Linked DNA regions of Mus musculus: regions 1 and 2 are each linked to region 3. A link is a contact called in public promoter capture Hi-C data. All regions are on one chromosome and are shown on one strand. Each heading gives the region's core, a stretch centred on a gene start, on an enhancer-like site or on the middle of the called end of the contact. The rest is flanking DNA. Distances are from core to core; before and after follow the strand shown.

Region 1 (4,255 bases), core at 1,246-3,745, 2.3 Mb after region 3:
AAGCAAGCAAGCTGACCAGATTAGTCACTTCTAGTACTTATAACTGGAAAAAACAAAAACAAAAACAAAACAAACAAACAAACAACAACAACAAAAAAAACCCCAAACCTGCTGGAATAGATATGGATACCTGAGAGTGGGTTCCAAACAAAAGGTCTTGAAAATGTGGGCTATCTGGAATTGATCATCATGCTCAGTGAGACTTGGCCTCAGTTACTTTTCTGTTGCTGGGATGAAACATCCTGACAAAGAGCAACTTAAAGGAGGAACGGCTTATTGTGGCTCACAGTCTGAGGGCACAGACCAGCAGGGTGGGAAAGTTCTGGTGTTTAACACAGTGAGTCACATCACACCCACAGCCATGCGCAGAGAGAAAGGAATATACGCATGTTTCTTGATTGTTCTCAGTTCAGTTTTTCTCCTTTTTCTAGTTCTGGACCCTCTGCCTAAGGAGTAAAGGCACAGACAGTGAGCGGGACCTTCCAACACAAGTCAGTTTAAGACAATCAGTCTCTCACAAGCAAGCAGGCACACATGTGTTAATTCCTCTATTCTTGGCTGTGGATGTGGTGTGACCTGCTGTCTCGGTTTTCCAGTTGTGATGGACTGCAAATAGCGCGTGACTGTGAGCTAAAATAAACCCTTTTTGTTAGGTATTTAATCACAGTGACAGAAATGAGAGCAAATGGAAATTTAATGAATACTTAATTTTCCCTTCACTGGTTTATTATATATTTCTTTTATGTTTTCCTAAATTTTCTGGTCCTTTATCATATTTTTTGTATGTATTTATCTGCCCATCTATTTCCCCAATCACACAGATATACACACACTTATATACATATACATTTTTCTATATATGCTACGTATAATCATTTTTTGAAGCTGTTAATGGATTTCTTTAGCCATTGGTGGCAATGATTCATCCTACATGAGGGTTTGCCACCTGGTGTCAACTGAAAGTTACAGTGAGCCTCTCTCCTCCCACACAAACACCTGGAGGTGCCCTTCACTCTTTGCTTGTCTGAGGACCCCTAGTTGCTAGCTGGGAGAGGAAGTCAAGAGTTCTCCAGTAGGCAGACAGCTCTAGGAATCCCAGGGGAAGCCAGGACTCCAGTATTCTATTTGTTATCTCCTGGCCTGTCAGTTCAATCTGTACTCTGTTGCTCTCTCTTGACAGTGTTCGCTGAGCAGCTCCTTAAATGCCAGAGGCTGTTCCAGACACTAGGCACAGTGTTGTGGCTTCTTCTGGGGAGACATGGACAAATGTCTCTCTGTGATGGTTTGAATTAGAAATGATTCGTTTCACAGTTGGTTTAAGAGGTACAGCGTTGCTACTGGAAGCCTGTTGGGCAGGATGGAGGGTCATGTGCTTTTACCTGCTAAGCCATGCTGCCTGCCCTCTTTTAAAGACTTTTTTTTTTTTTTTTTTTTTGTGGCAGTCTGTCTATGTCACCCTGGGTGTCTTGAAACTCCCTATGTAGGCCAGGCTGGCTTTGAACTCAGAGATCTACCTGCCTTTTCGTCTCAAGTGCTGAGAATAAAGGCGTGTACTACCTGATCCAGCTACCTTTATACTATTGTGTGTGCACTCAGTAAAGACAATTTAGGGGAGTTAGTTCTTGCCTTCCACTTTTATGTGAGTTCTGGGAATCAAACTCCAGTTTGTGGTGTAGATGCCTTACTGGTGGAGCCATCTCTTCAGCCCTGAGGGTGTGTGTGTGTGGTTTCTTTCTTTTCGTTTTTTAAAAAAAAGATTTATTTATTTTATTATTTATTTATTTATTAATATTTCTGGGTTTTTTTTCAAGACAGGGTTTCTTTGTGTAGCTCTGGCTGTCTTAGAACTCAGAAATTCGCCTGCCTCTGCCTCCCAAGTGCTGGGATTAAAGGCGTGCGCCACCACCTTCTTTTATTTTATGCATGAGTACACTCCCATTGCTCTCTTCAGAGACACCAGAAGAGGGCACCAGACTCCATTACAGATGGTTGTGAGCCACCATGTGGTTGCTGGGAATTGAACTCAGGAATTGAATCCGTGAGCCATCTCTCCAGGCCGGGGTTGGTTTCTTAACCTCGTTTTATAGGCGCTTCTCACACAGTTGCTTGTGGTTTAGTCAGATCCCAACTATCTCTCCTCTCTTCCCTCTCTCTCTCTCTCTCTCTCTCTCTCTCTCTCTCTCTCTCTCTCCCTCTCTCTCTTAACTATTCACTCATCCCATTAGATTCACTACTGCTAGGTAGACTGGCACTAACCTTAAAATTTGTAACTTGCGAACGTGACTATTATTGGTTTATTCTAGGGCAAGAGATAAAAAATCATGGGTGACTTTGTGCAGGACCCCTAGCGTCCCCAAAGCCCGGACTAGGTTTATTGTGAGCATACGGTACTGTGAGCGAGGTCTAGTGACGCTCTTCTGCGGCTTTCCCGCGCTCCCCGCGGGGCGTCCCTAGCAACGCGCGGGCTGGTTCTCAGCTCCGCCCCGCGTGAGGCAGTGAGGGCAGGTGCGCCTGCGCGCAGCCGCAACCGCCAGTCAACTCGCTTCCCCTCCCTTCCTCGCCCCTCCCCCTCTCCTCCTCTTCCAAAGGCGCCTGGAGCGCGAGGCCAACATGGAGCCTGAGGACCTGCCGTGGCCTGACGAGCTGGAGGAGGAGGAGGAAGAAGAGGAGGAGGAGGGCGAGGAAGAGGAGGGGAAGAAAGAGGTGGAGAACGCCTCGGCGGCGGCGACCGAGGAGGCCCTGACCTCTGAGGAGAGTGGGAGACTGGAAGAGTTCGAAGAGGCGGGGCCCGACTTGGATTTTAACTACGAGTCCCAGCGGCAGGAGAGCTCGGACGAAGAGGAGGACGAGCTGGCTAAAGCCTGGCTGCAGGCTCACCCCGACCGTCCTGGCAGTGCTTTCTCTCTGCCCCCTCCCACGCCTCCGCCTCCGCCTCCGCCTCTGTCCCCGCGGCTCCGGTACACCCCAGTGGAGCATCTGGGCAAGACTGAGGTGAGAAGCGGCTCTGTAGCCCGGAGCTGGGCTGTGGGGAGGAGCGGGGCTGAGGCCAAGCGACTGTAGAGATGCTTGAGCTACTGAACTGGGTCCAGGATATCGGGACCTACGCGCTGCGGGTCGCCTTGCTTATGGACTGTACACCTTGCTTGTGGGGCTGGCAGGTTCTTTGTAGTCTTAGGTTCTTCCTGACATTGACAGCTCCGTGTTTCCTGCGCCTCTCAGTGGATCCGTTTTTTTTTTTTTTTCGTTTTGTTTTGTTTGTTTGTTTTTGTTTTTAAAGTAGGGCAGATAAGACAGATGGCGCTGGGAGCCGGTACTCCCAGAGCGAGCAGTTAGAAAGGCTTCTTTGGCAGGAGGTGGGAGCTGGGGAGGGAGTCTAGGGAATAGCTAACTGGTGGAGAGACGTTTAGCATTTAACACCTTAGTTTTATTGAAGTGCAAGAAACATCCCCCCCTCACCCCCCCCCCCCCACTAGGAATTATTGTTGGTTAAGTATTCTGCGTGAGCTTTTGTGTGTCTTCCCGCCCATTGTGTGTCTTTGCACTTGTAGCAATTAATAGGTTCCTAGCCAGTGGCAGGAACTTGGAATGAAAGAAAGCTTGTGAGGCAGCTCTGGTCTGGAAAATTAGAAAGCACCAAGTTAGGACCAAATAGAGGAAGAGCCAAGTTTACAGAGGTCCTACCAAGATCATTTTGAAACTAACCGTGCTATTAATGCTTTTTAACTATCAGGAACTGCGTTGTTGGTCAGTATGGTCACGTGTGGTTCTTTACATACGAATTAGTTTTAAGTAACACTAGAAAGGCTGGTGGTGTATTTAAGTGGTAGAGAGGTCTTGCCTAGTGTGTGCAAGGACTTGAGTTTTCAAGCCCTAGTATTGGGGAAGGGGAATGAATAAAATTAGGAATTCAGTGATCCTGTACACTTCTCAAGTGCTTAATAGACCTGCTTAGTGGCTGTCACGTTGGACAAAGCAATTGCAGAACAATTTCATTATCACAGTGATAGTATGGACTGTGATTGTCAAAAAGCAATACATGATGTTTGCTTGCTAGGTGGTATTAAATTCATTCAGCTTATACTTTAAGTGTTTACCTTGTACTTGATACTAAGGAAATCATGGTGAACTAAACTGCTGCCTTCCTAGTGTTCCCATTCTAAAGAGGGAGGCAGATAAAATTCACATGATCTCATAAGTAAAACTGCTATATACAAAAATGCATGCATAAAAAAAATGAATGCATGAAATAGGTAAC
Region 2 (4,881 bases), core at 1,544-4,043, 2.0 Mb after region 3:
CTTTAGAATTTTTTCTTAAAGACTAGAACAATTTTGTTGCCATCTTCCAAAATTCCTAAGGAACAATTTAGATACAATTTGGCCAACTGCTGAAATCAAAGGCTTGTAGCTCAATTTCATTCAATTTCACAAACCCCATAGGAGACCCCAGCCCCACTCATTCACAAAGCTCTGAGACACACCTCATCCATCCAGACAATCTGTTAATGTGATAACCTAACCTAACAACACCGAGAGAAGGTAGGCACAGTCCCTGATCCCATATGATGGAATGGAAGAAACATGGTAACAAATAAGCCAAGGGTGTGAGGCTCCTTCGAGGAAATGATGATTTGTGGATAACGTAGGGATGAAGAGGTGCTCAAAAAGAATTGAGAGCAAGAGACAAGACATGTTCCAGTGGGTAGCCCAGGCATGGGAAAGAACAGGATAAGCCCGAGGGTTAAAAACTGCTAGAATGGTGTAAAGAAGGGGGTGAGTGGGGAGTCAAATGTTAAGGAGTGGGCCCTGAAAAACTTTGGGTCCCTTCAGATGTGAGGTCTAAATCTCACAAATAGAGGAAAGCAGTGCAGGCTGTTAAAGACTGCTGCATGGATGGGAATCACCTGATCAGACCTGCACTGTTGGGACTCTGCCATAGAGGAAAAGGAGGAGCTGGGAGACGGCCAGAGCAGGACTGGAAACCCAGGAACCTGTCGGAGGTTCCCATGTCGGCCAAAAAAATAAACGTGTGGACTGGGTTAGCCTTGGAGAGGGAGGCTAGGAGAGCTGTGGGGGAGAAGGGGAGGACTGGGAGTAGCAGAGATGAATGGAGGCTTAAGACTCTAGTTCTTGGGTGGCAGGCTGAGCTGTTTGCAGAGGGAGGAGCAGGTGTGGAAGAAACAGACGTTCTCAGCACCGGTGACTCAGACCTGCTCAGCACCCTTTCTTATCAGACCACTAGGATGCCAACATTGGAGGCCTCTGCAGAGGCCACTGCATACTCCACAGATGTGAACAGCTGCAGAAACTAATCCTCCCCAAACACACTCCACAAGAGTGAAGAGCCCAGGGCAGGAAGCCAATACAAGGTACTCAGTAAATGTTGGGTAGATGGATGACCCATGAGCCATCCAGATTCCAGATACCAGACACCAGACATTGGGGGAAAAGCCCTTACTCAGTTCGTGTTATTAAAAACCCAATTGCCTGGGGTAAGATCAACAACCACTTTTTATCCGGAAAAGGACCTAGGGAATACTTTGGAAGAGTAATCTGCATCTGCGAGGCTCCCACTGGGGGGTTCAGAGCGGAGTTTGGCGTTCTTGATAGGACAACTGGGGTGGGGGTTCCAAAGACAGCAAGTGTTTCCCAGTCGGGAGTGCAGGCTTACTTAAGGATGCGTAGAATGGGGGTGGGGACAAATGGAGGATCACTCAAGGTTAGGCACAAACACCCCTGACAGCGTCTCAATATTTGGTGGCATTTTACACTAGCTGGGACATTAAGTCTCTCCAGATTCCTCCATGCAGAGACATGTCTATTTTTGAAAGAAAACAAGTCCTATTTTAAAAAACTCTAGGGACGTATTCTCAGAAAGCTTAGTTCGACGAAGTTGGGGGGGGGGCTGAATTCGGAACCATTCTCACTTCTAAACCCAGCCACATCCCACCTTTGTAGCATTTTCTTTCTTCCTTCAAAGTTTTCTCTAGCACATCTGCTGTCCCCACTCCTGGCAAGCCCAGGGTCACTTCAGCTCTGGAAGCAGTCTGAGGGTCTGCGGCGTAATAACTAAGCTCCCATGCTCCTGGCTCACAGACCTGGACCTCCGGTTCCATGGCCGAGTTAGTGATACCCGGGTTTCTTGGGTTGGCGTGTCCCCAAGTAAGGTTAATCATAGTCACGGTGCACCCTGAAGAGCCCAAGCGGGTGTGGATGGGGGCCAGCGCTGCGCAGCGGCCGGGAGCAGCGCAAGTAGGACTGGGGCGCACTTGGGACCCTTGGGAGGAGAGCTCAGCTTCGGAGAATGACACAGCGTTTCCCCGCACCGGGCTCTCTCCGCGTTGTCCCAGCCGCATCCCCGCAGAACGCACTAGCTGTCCGGCTGGTCTCATCACTGAAGCCCCAGGCCCCCGGACAGAGATCAGGTCGCTGTACCGGTGCACGCGGTCCCATCCTAGGGCACACGCAGCACCTTGCTGGAGGTTGAGGAACCGGAGCATGACCATGGGGCGTGCCCAGGGAGTTTTGCCCGGAGACTGTCCCGCAGCTCACAAGAAAGGTCAGTCCCACTCGGGGAGAAGTTGAGGAGCATACCGGCCACACCACCGGCCCATGCATCACAAGACGGGAACTTTGCGCCTAGGGCGCATTTGCCAGAGCGACCCCTTCAGAGCCGCTCGGACCCTGGACCGCGACCCGCGTGGCCAATCATCGAGCGACTAGGACGGGGGCTGTGCCAGGGCGCGGGCATCCGCGGAATGACTGTGCCACCCGCCAATAGGAAACCAGAGAGGGAGACCTCGCCCATCCTGTTGCCCAATAGGAAAGGAGCGGCTACAGCCAAGGTCCCCGCACTAGCTGTAGGCTCTGGTGGCCGCGGGTTGGAGACCCTCGAGCTGAAGTGACTTTGCAAGAGATTTGGCTCCGTGCCCTTCCCTGTGTCTCCCTTCCACCCGCTCGTCGCATCCCGAACCTCACCTGCTGGAAGCGGGGCTTGCCCAGCTGGAAAGGGGGCGCATCTGTGGAGGCGTTCGGGGCACTGGCCGCCGCGGACGCCGCTGAGGCTGTGGTTGCTGTATCCGCCATGGCCACTGACGCCCGCAATCTCCAGCCCTTTTAAAATGTCCCTCCTCGGCCCCCGCCACAGTTGCCTCTCCCGATTGGCCGTGAGCAACCGCAGCGAACCGGGCGCGCAGGGGCTTCTGGGGAGTGTAGTTTTCCCCTGCTCTGAGCCTGACAACCTCAGACTGCAGAGAGTTGCACCCACGCAGACCTGGTCTTAGTTCCTACCGCTAAAGCAGCAGGCGTTTGCAGTCCTGAGAATGTATGCAAATGCATGTGCGGATATACGTGTAGGCCTGAGTCTTAGGACAAGGAACCCCTACAAACGCGGACACGACCCGGGATCAGACAAGCAAGGACTCCAGGCAGAGTGGGGTTAATTCGGATGGCCTTCAGCAAGGAGTCGCACTGCGGGATTTTCCTACCGTTTCTTCTATCAAAATCCTGGCTCCAGCCATTCTGCCACTCTCTGAAACAAGCCATGCTCACGCTGCTGTGACCCTTTAACATTCTGCTCATTTTTATCATGGCCTGAGGCGATTCTTTTTATAGGTTCCGCATACGCGTTCATCCGTTCCATCAGCCTACTTCCACAAAAATCCGCTTCCGGATTTTGTACCACGCAGCACTCTCTTGCCTCCTTGCATGTAACTCAGGCTAGCCTGGAACTATGTAGCACAGGCTGGCCTCAAACTTGTGATCCTTCTTCCTCTGCCTCCCAAGTCCCAGGATTACAGGTGCCAGCCAGCAGACAAACCATGAGCTTAAATATCTTTCCTACTGTATGGTGGGGGAGGGGGATGGATAAATCTTCAGTGCAGATATAGGAAGGTTGACACTAGGTACTCAAATGCTTTGGGTGACTTAAATATCCAGAGCTTAAGCATCCTGAGACCCTACTTCTTTTGATCTAAGGAGGTTTGGTCCAAGCCTAATTACTGAGGACCAGCAACAGGGGTGCACCAGGAGCTGTAGAGAATACCAAGGTAATAAACACCTCACCCCCACCCCCTGCAGAATGGCACCAAATGGCAACTGCAGCCCCAGCTAAGTGGTGTGGTTATAAGCCACACTGGGCATGGAGAATGGGGAGTTGATGGTTTCACCCAGGACATAACTCCTTGACTCTAGGGGAGCCTCTGTCTCATGGTGGGATTCAGAGCTAACTTGGGGTTGCCCTCTTGTCCTTCTGGACACAGCATGAGCCATTGGTGGCCCAAGGGCTCATTCACTCACTGATAGCTGACCCACATGGAATAGAACTCACAAATGACCCAAAGAACAGTTCTTATTTTTGGTTTGTATCCTACCTTTCCTTACTGAACTCAGTGGCTTCAGGACAGAAATCACAAAACTTGCCCTCTTTATCCACTCCCCCCACCCCGCCAGGCCCAACACTCAGTAAATATGCCTGTGATCAGTGCCCGTGAGCACAGGCATCCTAGGCACACGGGCCATGAGGCAGTGTTGCCTGTGATTTCAGAGCGGTAGCTCTGTCACCTGAGAACCACACTGCCCTCTCCCACAGGCGGTCTCCTTTGTCCGCTCATTTCAAAACAAACACACAAGCTGGCTGCGGTACGTGATCTTTTTATTCTTCATAAAGTGCTCAAAACATGAAGAACAAGCTCTTTATAGACAGGAGTTTCAACTAGGAGGACAAAGGGCAGAGCAGAGCTGTGCCTGCTTGCTGCCTGTCTGGCTGCACTCTGCAGTATGTGGTAAGGATCAGACAATGAACAAAACCCTGGCCTCAGTTCAGGACCTCTCTGCAGGACACCCCTGCCCTGGCCATGTAGAGAAGCCAAACAGCAAGGATGGATGAAAGATGAGAGAAGGGCTGGGACTAATTAAAGCCCAGAGGAAGACCTAGAAGAGGGACTCAGTTCCTCAAAAGACACCTCCAACACCCAAGGACTGACCCTACCCCCAAACTCTGGGAACTGGTGGCTATTTTCTCATCTCTGAGTTGACCTATAGTTGGTAACTGCACAGTGGTGGACCCCATTGTGGTTCATCTGCTCTATGCTGGCAGAAGACTGACGTCATCCACAGAGAATATTCTCCTGAGGTGTTCTGAGTGAACCCATGACCCTGTCTTTAAGAGACAGCTGGAAA
Region 3 (4,419 bases), core at 1,583-4,082:
TTTTTTTGAGATAGAATCTCATTATATAACCTGCTGGCCTTAAACTCACAGAGATCTGCTTGTCTCTCTGCCTCCAAGTGCTGAGATTAAAAGCATGAGCCACTCTGCCCGTGCTTTACACGGCAAACTAGAGATCAGCCCAGGTTACAGGAGATCTGCCTAAAGGAAAGACACACCTACATACCTACCTTGTGTAACCCACTGTAAGCCCCAGAAGGAAAGAGGCCTTGTTTTGTCTATAGCTCTGACCAGGGACTTTAAGTCATTTTCAGAATAAAACTTCCATATGCCAGGAGCAGGTTTTTGTTTCTGACACACTGAGATTTCTCTTTCACAGTCCTCAACCTGAGACACGGAACAGGAACAGCTCAGAGCTTCTAATGTCTTTCTTCCCTCACCTGTGAGGGGGATCCGCTGTCTGGGAAAGGCAGGACCTGAAGTGTCCGCAGCAAGGGGAAGAGGCTCTGTGTGCGAGAAGGTAGGGACAAGCTGGAGTTCTGCAGATGAGGGTGTAGGATGCTTACACAGAATAAAAAGTCACGGTGGCCAATTTTGCCTAAGGAAGCTCAAAAGGGGAACTGAAGGAAGATTGGGGGTGGGGGAGGGGAGCAGCCCAGAAGAGGGGGGAACAAGAAGGCCCTCTGAGCTGCCGCTTACCTTCTGTTTCCCACATCTGCTATAACCAGATCGTATGACGCTATCTCTTGATCCTGCTGAGCCAGAGTGAGCAAAGCACCCCAGTGTGTGTTTGGCTGCTGTCTGTTCTGGTGGAGACCAAATTGCCCTGCCCCTTACTCACTGGGAAACCTTATCTTTGACTCCTTAGAGGATTGTATTGATATCCTCTTTAAATATTGACCAAAGATTTACACCTTAATCCCTAAGGCTTTCTCTCCCTAAAGCTGGACATATGGAGAAGTGTCTTTAATAAGTTTTTTCCTCATAGATTTAATAATTCTACAATTTTAAGAATCATTTCATTAAAAGATGGAAAAAAGCCCCAAACAAACAACAAACCTGGAGTTCATTTAGTCTGCTTTTTTTTTTTTTTTTTTTTTTTTTTTCTGAAACAGGGTTTCTCTGTGTAGCCCTGGCTGTCCTGGAACTCACTTTGTAGACCAGGCTGGCCTCGAACTCAGAAATCTGCCTGTCTCTGCCTCCCGAGTGCTGGGATTAAAGGCGTGCACCACCACACCCAGCATTTTTTTCCTTTTTAAAAGAAGATTTTTTTTTATTTTATAAGTGTTTTGCCAGCTTACATGCATGTGACATGCATGTATGCCTGATGCCCGTGGAGGTCAGAAGAGAGTGTTAGATGCTCTGGAAATGAAGTTACAGATAGTTACAGACAGTGTGCATGCTGGACCCTGAACTCAGGTACTATACTATACAGGTATTAAGTGCTCTTAATCAAGCCTCTCACATCATATTTTTATAGTTATATACATATATATATATATGTGTGTGTATACATATAATGTCATATATGTATACACACATATACATATATATATATATATACATACACACACATACATACACACACACATATAATTTTTGAGAGTCTTTCTATGTAGTCATGGCTGTCCTAGAACATGCTATGCAGACCAAGCTGGCCATGAACTCACAAAGACCCATCTGCCTCTACCTCCCAGTGCTGGGATTAAAGAAGCTGTGTATCATCATGCTTGTCCTGACTTGATATAAACATAAGGACACAGACTCAAACCTTAATAATATGTTATTTAAAAATATACTTATGAAAAAAATAAACAAATAAAAGGACAAGAGGCAGAGGCAGGAAGATATCTGTTAGTTCGAGGCCAGCCTGATCTACAAAACAAGTTCCAGGACAGCAGGACTACATAGAGACCCTGTCTCAAAAAACCAGGAAAACAAACAAACAAAAAAAACCAACAAAAAACAAAACCAAAAACAAACAAACAAAAGATTCAAAAAATATATCAAGGCACATACTCTAAATCACATACAAATTTACAGAAGTTAGTGAAAAAAAGGAAAGAAAGAAAAGAAAAAGCTTACTGAATAATCCTGATAACCTAGGCTGCCCCCCCCCCCATCAAGGTAGAAAAGGAGAACCAGCTACTACTACATACCACACTAATAAATACAAATGTATAAAAGGTGGTTTAAAAAGTTAATAGAAGGAGGCAGGTGGTAGCTCAAGCCTGTAATTCCCGCACCTGGGAAGCAGACGCAGGACGGTCAGGAGGTCAGGGTCATCCTTGGCGACATAGTAAACTTTAAACCAGCCTGGGCAGCCTGGAACACCTGAGATCCTGTCTCAACCAAGGAACAACACGCAAACAAACAGGAACCCAAAAGTTGATAAAATAAAATTGATGACATTAATGTGACAGGTGGCATTCAAATGGTTTTAAACCACCGGCAAAATACTGGATCTTTGCCACTGCGCATCTGCAGTTTCATTTATTTCCACAGGTTTTTTTTCTCCCCCCTCTTTTCTTCATTCTACCATAGTGTCACCTGGTGTCAACATATCCTCCCACACGGAACATGCACATGGACATTCATAGCAGCGTTACAGTGTGTGTGTAGAAACCTCCCAGGTGTCCATCAACAGGCGAGGTGGCCAGAATAGCATTCCTTTAGGAGAAGACATCAAGTTTTTCTAAATAGCGAAACAGTCACCAAGTAGCGCTGGCAGACGTCCCTCGGCCACGGAACAGTTGACAGCGGCGCCTAGTTGGCCCCATTTCCCTCCCGTGCCCACAGAATACTGATTGGCTGAGCTCAGGAAGGGGCAGGGTGAAGCTCAGCGGGACGGGAAGAAGCCCGGTCTCGCGAGATCCTCTTGGTTCCGCATTTTGGCTCGCGGAGCTGTGGGAGGCAGCGCGGAGGAGCCCGCGGTCGGTGCTTGGTCGCGGCGGCTGGAACTCGGTACCAAACCCGGGCCGTGAAGCTTCGGCAGCCCTGTAGAGCCGCGGACCGTCCTCTGCCTCCCGGTGCCCGCGGCGGCGCCGAGTCTGACGGGGCGGGGGCCACGGCCCCTCGGGCTAGCGAGGATGAGCTTCCTCTTGTGAGTGGGCCGGGCCGGGCCGGGGCGGGGCGGGTGTCGGTCGGCAGGGCCGGGCCGAGGGGCCAAGCGGAGGGCGGAGCCCGACCTAGGGCTGCTCCGGGCCTGCCGCCCCGGGATCGGCTAGCGCAGGAAAATGTGCAGTGCCTCGGTGACCAGACCAGGCTGAGAAAGAAAGGCGCAGGTTCTCAGTGGCTTCCCACAGGTTTGCATTTGGGAAGAGGGCATTGCTCCTTCCAATGTGACTTTTCTCTTAGCCCAGGCGGGGCTTGAACCTGGACTCCTCCTGCCTCTGCTTTCCCAAGGAGCCAGGATACAGCCTCGGCCACTAGGACAGGCCTCCTTTAAATGTGGGGGTTTTGTTTTGAGAAATGGTCTTGCTATGTAGCCCAGGCTGGCCTCGAGCCCTCTTAGATGTTGGGATTAAAGGTGGGTGCTTTCATCTCGGCCCACATGTGAATTTTTTTTAAGGTTTTTATTTTTTTTGAGAACTTAATAGATGCGTATTTTCATTTCTAACTCCTCCAGTGCCCTCTCATCTCCCATTCAAATTCATGTTCTCTTATCTATATTCTATATTACGTCTATACAACATACATACGTAATGGATCCAGTTAGTGTCGTCTGTATGTACTTGGGTGTAGAGCTGACTATTTCATTATGAGTCTATTTGAGCTTGTCCCTGAAAAACCTGACTCTTCTTGTGGACTGTCCATAGCTCTTCAGCCAGGTGAGGTAAATGGAAGTTTTTATTTATAACTTAAACCGATGGACAGTTTTTCCCACTCTTTGGCTATTCTGAATAACGCTGCTGTGAGCAGCTGGTTATAGGTTTTTGGGTATGTGTGTGTGATGGTATCTCCTGGGTCTTAGTGAGGTTTTTGCATGTTAGCCTTTGAGGCACTGCCAAGCCTTCTAAAGCCTGCACTGCATTTAACATCCCATTCTCATTGTATTGAGTTTTCAGAATTCTTCAGTTCACACCTGCCTGGTAATTACCACTGATAGATCTGAGGGTGAAGTGGAATTTATTGATTTACATTCTCCCAATGACCAGCAATGTTAAGCATCGTTTGTGTGTGTGTGTGTGTGTGTGTGTGTGTGTCTGTGTCTGTATTTTGTGTTTTCAGACTATTTGTGGATAGAGTTTATTGAGATCCTTTTCCTATTTTAAAATCAGATTGTTCTTTATTTTGTTAGCATCTGTTAATTGTACAAATTAATGGGTTTCACTGTGACATTTCCACGTGTGTATATGGTGCAGTGGTTGTGTCCGTCTGACTTTTTGGTTTCAGTTGTAAGAATTCTTTATGTATTTTGGATATGAGTGTCTCATTACATCTGTGACTTCTTCCATCCTC

What was found. Promoter capture Hi-C pulls out the DNA fragments that hold promoters and counts their contacts.
Region 1: a contact with region 3 is called in a promoter capture Hi-C map of pre-B cells, with 3 times the contacts expected there. The contact joins the promoter of Alms1 here to the promoter of Mob1a in region 3. A contact is called at or near these places in 1 of 39 promoter capture datasets (pre-B cells) and 1 of 9 other capture datasets (adipose tissue).
Region 2: a contact with region 3 is called in a promoter capture Hi-C map of pre-B cells, with 2.8 times the contacts expected there. The contact joins the promoter of Sfxn5 here to the promoter of Mob1a in region 3. A contact is called at or near these places in 2 of 39 promoter capture datasets (liver and pre-B cells).

Annotation. Positions count from the first base shown.
Region 1 is chr6:85,585,036-85,589,290 of GRCm38.p6, forward strand. It overlaps Alms1 (ALMS1, centrosome and basal body associated), which reads left to right and starts at 2,496. Exons shown (of 23, transcript NM_145223.2): 1 at 2,496-2,991. The coding sequence starts at 2,611.
Region 2 is chr6:85,330,629-85,335,509 of GRCm38.p6, forward strand. It overlaps Sfxn5 (sideroflexin 5), which reads right to left and starts at 2,794. Exons shown (of 14, transcript NM_178639.4): 1 at 2,680-2,794. The coding sequence starts at 2,787. Rab11fip5 (RAB11 family interacting protein 5 (class I)) reads right to left here. Exons shown (of 6, transcript NM_001003955.2): 6 at 4,334-4,881.
Region 3 is chr6:83,323,207-83,327,625 of GRCm38.p6, forward strand. It overlaps Mob1a (MOB kinase activator 1A), which reads left to right and starts at 2,833. Exons shown (of 6, transcript NM_145571.2): 1 at 2,833-3,061. The coding sequence starts at 3,048. It also overlaps a transcript of Mthfd2 not described here.